2 separate regions of the Gossypium hirsutum genome follow, and region 2 is linked to region 1. The links are chromatin contacts, called in public Hi-C maps. All regions are on one chromosome and are shown on one strand. The core of a region is the stretch at or near the end of the contact, and the rest is flanking DNA. Distances in the headings are between cores, read along the strand shown. Region 1 has its middle 41 kb from the start of LOC121219525. Region 2 holds the start of LOC107955723 (probable lipid-A-disaccharide synthase, mitochondrial).

Region 1 (4,129 bases), core at 1,039-3,538:
GTCCTAATTCCATTGTTCATATGTCATCTTTTTTCAAGGTTGTTCTGTTAATTAATCTTTTTCCTTTACATTTTCTTCTTTGATATTGCTTCGTAGGATGTTTTCTTTTTTCTCTTTCTTTGGTAAATTCATAGAATATTAAAAAACTACAAAAAAAATGTAAAGAAAACTAAAATTGGTAAATACATATTTCTTTGAACAACCACGTACATACCGGTGTAAGCTCATAAATTTTATTCGGATAATCCAATTGCATTCAGAAATACTTTAAGTTAAAACCGAAACAGATGATAAAAGATAACCCTAGCTAGGTTAAAGAGAAATGAGACCAAGAGAAGATACAGCTCAGGAGGGATAGAAGATAGATAAGAACTTTCTCGAACTTTTGATGAAAATTTCATGCTCAGAGTCTCTTGAAAATTCTTAAAGTGGTCAAGAACAATTTTACCTTGCTTACGGACTTGCAAGGTCAAGAAAACTCGAATAATCATCAAAGAATTTCGAGAATAGAAGAAAAGATATAAGAAGAATAAGCTCAGGAGAGATATTGCCATCTACTTCAAAACATGAAATCTACTTTTCTTGAGCTAGGATGTTGATGACCTGGTGGACGAACTGCGATGGTCAGGTCCATGATCAAGGGTGGCAATGGGCGTCGTTGAGCCATTGATAGCAGCTTATGGCTCGGGAAGCCAATGAAGAAGGGTTAAGACTTTTTGGACTGGTCAGTAGAAAATGGCTATGGAGGAAGTGGAAACAGTGCCATGAAAGATGAGAAAAAGCTCCTTAGACTTATCTATTTATATACAGTCTCAGTCTTGTGTGCCATAAGTTTATCAAAGTAATAACAAAGGGATTTGGTTGATGTGTCGTTTTCTGTGCTTGTTTTGTTAGTAAATGCTTCCTTTTCTCTCTTCTTAATTTCTTTGAAATTGCTTTCAGAAAAATCCTTTGAAATTAAAGAATGTTTTTTTACTTTAAAAAAATAGATGTTTTGCAACTTTTAACCTTTCAAACTCATATTAAATTAAAATATTATCGTTAATTTTATTTTAACAAATATCGTTTCACGAGAAAAGATTGTATGAAGCAGAGATATTTTCTCTTTCCAATAATTTTATGTTTTAAAATTTTAATTTTAATTTGATTTGTTTCTAAAAAATAATAAAATTTAAGATAAAAATATTAATGTAACATAAAACTATTAAAAAATAAATACAGATGTCGTAACATCACTGTTCATACAATCCTTTCTCATCGTTTAACATGCAAAAGAATTGTACTTAATCTCACTATTCCTACTTCCTTAGAAGCTTGGGTATTTTTCCATCAAGGTTTAATATCGTGAGATTCTTTTTATAAAGCCATATATCAAGACAAAAATGAGCAAATATATTGTTAAAATAGAGAATTAAAATCTAAGTAAATCTTGAGATACCCTTTGATCTTATGAAAAGGAAAAGCTAGAAAAAGCTTAAATTGAAATTAGATAGTGCATCCAAATTTAATTTTTTTAGCAATAAATAAAAGTGAGTTTGGGACTTTAAATTATAACTTTTCAATAGAGATACTATAGATATCTCATTGGTAAAAGTTGGATTACATTTTATTCCTACTATTTATAAAATAATAAATTAGCCCTTATACATTAGAGAAAAGAGTATATTGATTATTGATCTGTTAAAAATTACATTTATTTTTACATTAAAAACCATGAGGTGCACATTACATGCTACATGTCACTATCTAATTATTCTACCAGCCACACTAAATTTTAAAATAGATAAAATTTTTAATAAAAAAATATCAATTTACTATTTAATCTAATATATAAAAATTAATTAATCTTATTTACCTTTAATTATAAAAGATTAATATTGAACAACGAATTTTATCTAACCCATGGATAGGGGTTTTTATTTTTCAAAACCCATAGATAGGTTTACGTACCTACCAATCACTATAAAATATTTTTCTTCAATAGGGCAGAAAAGAAAGGGAAATAACAAACAAAAAGACCCTAGGCCAAAGAGGGTTAGATACAAATGCCAAATGGGAGGGTAGCAGCAATGTACCACATAGTTTGACCATCCGTTTTGTCCCTCTCTTTGCACTTCCCAAACTCATATAAGAAAAAAGCAATAGCAAAAGCTACTGTAATTCCCTAATTCCCATGTCTTATAGTATGTATGTATGTATTAACTGCGGCAGTCTCAGAATGGAGAGGTTTTTGCATTGTTAGGTCAATCTCAAATGGTCCCCCCCTCTTATTTATTATTTATACTACGTGCCACGTGCCTTCTCTAATTACATTTAAGGGGCCACCCATGGCATTTGGCAGTGCAGTACAGTGCAGTGCAGAGCAGGGATATCTAAATCTTTAGTCAAAAAATATAATTCGGCCTCCATACATGCACTACAACTAATGCCATGGTCCAGCAGGAATGTCATGATTAGAACTACTAATTCTTTATCCAAATCCAAATCAGATCAGGACTTAAAAATTATGTTTTTATCAGTAAATAATGATTTGGATGTCTAAATAAAACCTCAAATAACAAATTTAAATATTTAAATAATAATATTTATTTTTACTATGAATAATAAATGTGATATCCAAATACACAAAGGCGCATTGAATGGTGTGAGGAAGGCAGTTGCTTTTTTGATGCCTTGAGTTTCTGAAATAAGCACGTCGTGGTTGTAATGGTTTTGCATGCATTTGATTGAGCTGAGACACAGAGAGAAAGGAGCAAAGCCACCTACCAACCCCATCTGAGCCTATTTATGAATAGTCATCATGACCTTCCATTGCCTTCTCACCTCACTCATTTATTACTTTCTGCAAATGCCCCTTCACTTCACGTTCTTTTTATTTCACTATTACCATTTTTAAAATAAAAATTACATAATCCTTGAATTTACCTTCCTAAACATCTTCAATTGGTTGATGGAAATTGTGAGATGGGGAAATCTTTCATTTTCAATCTGCAAAACAACCCTAAAATTAGCAGAGCAGGCAAAGTGTCTCAAATAGCTAAAGACAGGCAACATGAACCCTTTTTTGTCATCAACAATTTGTATGCATCTATCTATAAATTGCTCTGTTAAATACTAGGTCATACTGTATGTCTCCTATCTTATATAGGGAAATGGGATTTCACTCCGCACAATTCATCCAAACAGCTAAGATAGTCGGTATAATATTTGTATTCATCTTTTATTATGTTTTTATATAATTAATATCCGTACATTGTTTTAGATTTGCGGATATGTTGTGAATTGAGTATTAACTCGATTAGTATAGATATTGTTATTAATGTAAGAGGACTTTAGTTCAAGTGTGTCCAATTAGGGGTAAGCAAAATTTGATTCGATTCAAAAAACTCGATAAAAAATTTAAATTTTGAATTAAATAATTCAAGCTATTTTAGTTAATCAAGTTATTCGGATCAACTCAAATAAAAAACTAAATTTTTTGGTTTAACTCGAATATAAATTACACGTTTCGAGTTATCCTAAAATCCGAATAAGAAAAGGCAAAACTATGTCGTTTTGATAAATGTTTACCTTTTCTAAAGTTAAAAGTCAAAACCATTAAGTTAAAAGACAAAACTATGTCATTTTGATAAATGTTTACTCATTAAGTTTGTTTATGTGGTTAAATAATCTTATACTTCGTCTATTAGCTAAATAATCGGTCATTTAAATGCAACAATGAGTATACATAATATGATTCGTTAACTCATGTGAGTAAGATCGTGTAACATTATTGATGCGAGCCTCAAGGCCCAAAATCAGGCTCATGAACGTGATGGGCTCAAATTTTCTTAAGACCTAATAATGAGGTCAAAGGCCAAGCAAATCCGAGCAAGATTGAACGGGACCATCCAAGACTTCGTTACCAAGGCCTTAGATGCGCATACAGCCAAAAAAGAAAATCAAGATTCACTTTCTTATTTTCAAGAAAATCAAGAAACCAAATCTTGGTCCAATTTTGATGTTTCAGACAATTTCAAGAATAAAAAAATCAATATTTCAAATCTTAGAAATCTTGGTCCAAGAAACCGAATCTTGCAGCCAAGGTGCATTGGATTTCACATATGAGCTTGAATGAGCCAATTTCAAG
Region 2 (3,867 bases), core at 152-2,651, 170 kb before region 1:
ACATAATCCACAAATTTAGATAGGCCTTTGAGTCTTGCTTCACCTCCTTTCCATGCCCAGAATGATGGTGCAACATAATGAAAGAGTACTGGTCTATCTGACCTTTGTTGGTTGTATCTAGCTGCAAAAAATAAACATTCCTTATGTTCCGGCACATAATATTGCACAGACAATATGCAAATACACAAAAAATTGATCCTAACTCCAACAAATTGGTGATATTACCCCGTAACTGCTTAAGTAGACGGAAAGAAAATCCCTTGGAGTCCACCGTCACAACCACGTGAGGCTGGAACTGTAATGCAGCCTCCACAGTTTCCTTCAATTTTACCTGACATTTCATCAAATACAAATGGTCCATCAGTAGTTTAGTGCAAAGTTTTTTTTTTTTTTTTTCAAGGAATCCTCCAGGTTCATTTTATGGTCCACGAAGACTAATCTTTTCAGGATTCATGGCTGCCTCTCCCAACAAAGTCATCTCTGAGATTCGAACCTGAGTTCTCCCTTTGGAAGTGCAATGTGCCTTAACCAACAGTTGTTGGTAGTGCAAACTTTTATGGTAAAGGTTCAATCACCTTGGTTCCAAACTACTCACTCTGAAATTATAGAAGTGTGGTAATAATTCCCAGATTCCCATTACCGCAATATTCTCCATTGGGAACAAGGATTTCATGCCTTGATTGGACATCCTGGACCTTATTATATACACAGAGAAAATACTTTAGAAAGAACCCCATGAGAGTTCAGATAACTAACATCAAATTGATTCTGCCAAGTTGCCTAGTTGCAACACATATGGACATAAATCTCCCCCGCCCCCCCCCCGCCCACCTTTTTTTAATCTACTGAAACAGATAGATGATATAAAGAATGGAAATAGCTTTCCTGAGTTCTTTCACGTATGCCCTTTCCTTTTTACTTATTTTTGTTACTCTTTTTCAGCAAAAATAAATAAAACCCATACTCAAAATTCACCTAGCTAATGCTAAAAATACAAAGGCAATGATATATAGTTAAAAAGCATACCCGCCTACACCCGAGAAGCGGATAGGAAGAGGGGAAATCTTGTTTAAGGAAGCCATAAGACGAGAGGCAATGGAATCTCCACTAACCTCTCCTGCAACAATGAACACTCTCAACTCCCCTTCACTGGCGGCTCTGTCTATTAAGGATTTGCTTGAAACCCATAAATATCTCCTCAATGGGGTCTTCCAACAAATGCTATTCTTAAATATATTCACACATCGAATCGCTGCCAACCACATCGATATCTTCGGTATAGTATTTCTATGAGAACAGTTGAAAAGGAAATGTGATGGAAGCAAGAGTCGTCTAGTGCAGTTGCTGCAACACTCTTCCGCAGTTTAGTTTGCAGTTCGAAGAAAACAAGAGAGCAATGTAAAGGACCCAACAGTTTCGAGACAACAAAGGCCCATGTCTGATGCAAACATGGACTCACATAAATGGCCTGGTTAATATTATTAATTTTGGATATTAATTCCATATCTTCTATTTTTACTAGGAATATCAGTGGTTTTAGTTTCTATTTTTTAAAATTATTTTCTAATCAAATGATTTCTAATTAATTTTATCTTTTAATCAATACTTAAAAATAATTTATTTAATTTTTAATCATTTAATATATTACATAAAAATAATAATAATAATAATAAAGCTAACTTGACTAAATTAGTTTATGGTTATGAAGATGGATGTTGATTCTCATAAGCTTCATTTTGAAAGCACCATTTGCATTTCTTTACTAACATGTTTTCTTCTACATGAACCAAAAAGATAACATATGGCAAGAAAAGAAAAAAGATAACATATATAAATTTTACAATAACTTTTCCTGACAAACTTTTGCCTTCTTGCCTTTCTCCTTTCTGCTTATTATTTTATAAACTTTTTTAAATTTATTTTTCCTATAACATATTTTTAAATTAAATTAAATTTTATGAATATTATTAAAATGTTAAAATTTTATTCTATCCTCTTTACTTAAAGTAGAAGCTAAAATATTATATATAGTGTAACACTTCATACCCGACTCAATCGTCGGGTCTGAGCTACAAGATTTCACATTCGTTGCCAGAGCAACTACAGTCAAATAGAATCAATTTATACCAATGCACATTTAGTTACGAGCTATTCATGAATATGATGTGATTTACAAACCTTTCTGAGTCTTCAAGCTTACGAAAGCTTTAATGTTAACCTGAGATCGAATTAGGACCAAATCATAAATATTTCAAAATCTCAGGTTGAAATCGTGATGTCGAGGATTCCTCGTCACGACGTAACATACTAAGTAAATCTTGTCGTGACCTCGAGTACACATTGTCGCAACGTGAATCCTGAGCTACTTCTCGTTGCGATGTGACGAGACCTATAATAATACTTTACATTTCAATTACAACAAAAACAATAATACGCTAACTACATTCAAGCTAAAATATGCCAAAATGATACTTCAAAACAACATCAAGCAACTAAGTTTTAAATTCAACCATTTTCGATACAAAACCTGCTTAAACCCTATGTACATACCATATACTAATCAAAAGAGAACTTTACAAACTTTGCTGAGTCGCAGATTGCTAGCTAGATGTTGGATCAACTGCTCAATCTATCTGGAATCTACTATACCTGTGCATAGATAAAACAAACCTTACGCTGAACAATTACGATCAGTGATGATTTTCATATTTCTAGTCACAACATAAGCAATAATCAATATAAGAATTCAATCCAAATATGCTACAATTCAATTAAAACAATTTGCATATTCAATATAAAAATTTCATTCTACTACAAAATTCCATTTGATAGTCAAACTAACATTTATATCATCCATTCTATTAACAAAAATATAGCATATTTAATTCAATTACTTACATATACATTTATGTACCAATTTGATATTTAATCTCATTTTCATTCATATTTTATACAACTTCATCAATTCACATTGTCATTTATAGGCACATATGCTTATTCATTTACTATGATCATCATTTCATATCAAATTTCTATCATTTCTGAGCTTATAAGCTCATTTAACACAATCAGTCCCCAGGGTACACTTTTAACCATTTCGTATGGTCTTTCACATGCTATCAATTATCACATTTCATATGTGTGCAAATATATCAAATCAATTCACATTTCATTTCAATCAACCATATAGCCAAATCATGTTTAGATAACCTTATTAACCTGACTCAAATTTCAAGACGGAGACACAGATTAGTCAACCTACATCTTAATCTAGCATCATAGTGCATCATTGGATATATCGAAGGAAAGATACTAGCACACATAGTGCATCATCGGGCAAGCCAAAACAATTATACTGGCACACGAGGTGCATCATCGGACGAATCGAAGCAATTATACTGGCACACATGGTGCATCATCAGATAAACTGAAGCAAATATACTTTCACATAAGTGCATCATTGGATGTACCGAAGCAAATATACTAGCATGTAAGTGCATCATCAAATAAATCAAAGTATAAACATGTAGTATAAACCTATACAATTAATAGGGTAACAAATTTCCAATTTCATCACATAGTTCAATTCACATTCTATCATTCTCAATTCACCATTCCAATACAACATATAACATGTTCTAACTCAATTTCATACCAGGTACCTCATATCAATCAAATCATGTTATTTTCTATTTTATTCAATTTAGTTGTAACCTCCCCATCCCGACCTAGATGTTAAACTCAAATTCGTGAGATTACATCAACCACCGAGATGGCCTAGTACAATTGGAGTTTATAAAACAATCATTTTAAAATATTTGTTTATTTTAGAAGAGAACTTAGCCTATTTTCAGAAAAAAAACATAT

Evidence for each region. A called contact is a pair of places that touch in the nucleus more often than the background predicts.
Region 2: a contact with region 1 is called in a Hi-C map of leaf, with 1.7 times the contacts expected there. The contact joins the promoter of LOC107955723 here to the enhancer-like site in region 1. A contact is called at or near these places in 4 of 34 Hi-C or Micro-C datasets (anther and leaf).

What each region holds. Positions count from the first base shown.
Region 1 is chrD07:50,937,325-50,941,453 of Gossypium_hirsutum_v2.1, reverse strand. No RefSeq gene overlaps it. Among protein-coding and RNA genes, the nearest start is that of LOC121219525, 41 kb to the right of the region's middle. Within about 2 kb of position 2,288, at least 1 of the 9 cell types and tissues checked has an H3K27ac peak or open chromatin away from gene starts, as enhancers often do. A contact at or near this core is called in leaf, where this site is marked.
Region 2 is chrD07:51,108,656-51,112,522 of Gossypium_hirsutum_v2.1, reverse strand. LOC107955723 (probable lipid-A-disaccharide synthase, mitochondrial) reads right to left here and starts at 1,401. Exons shown (of 9, transcript XM_041097798.1): 1 at 1,027-1,401; 2 at 641-695; 3 at 226-331; 4 at 1-121. The coding sequence starts at 1,265.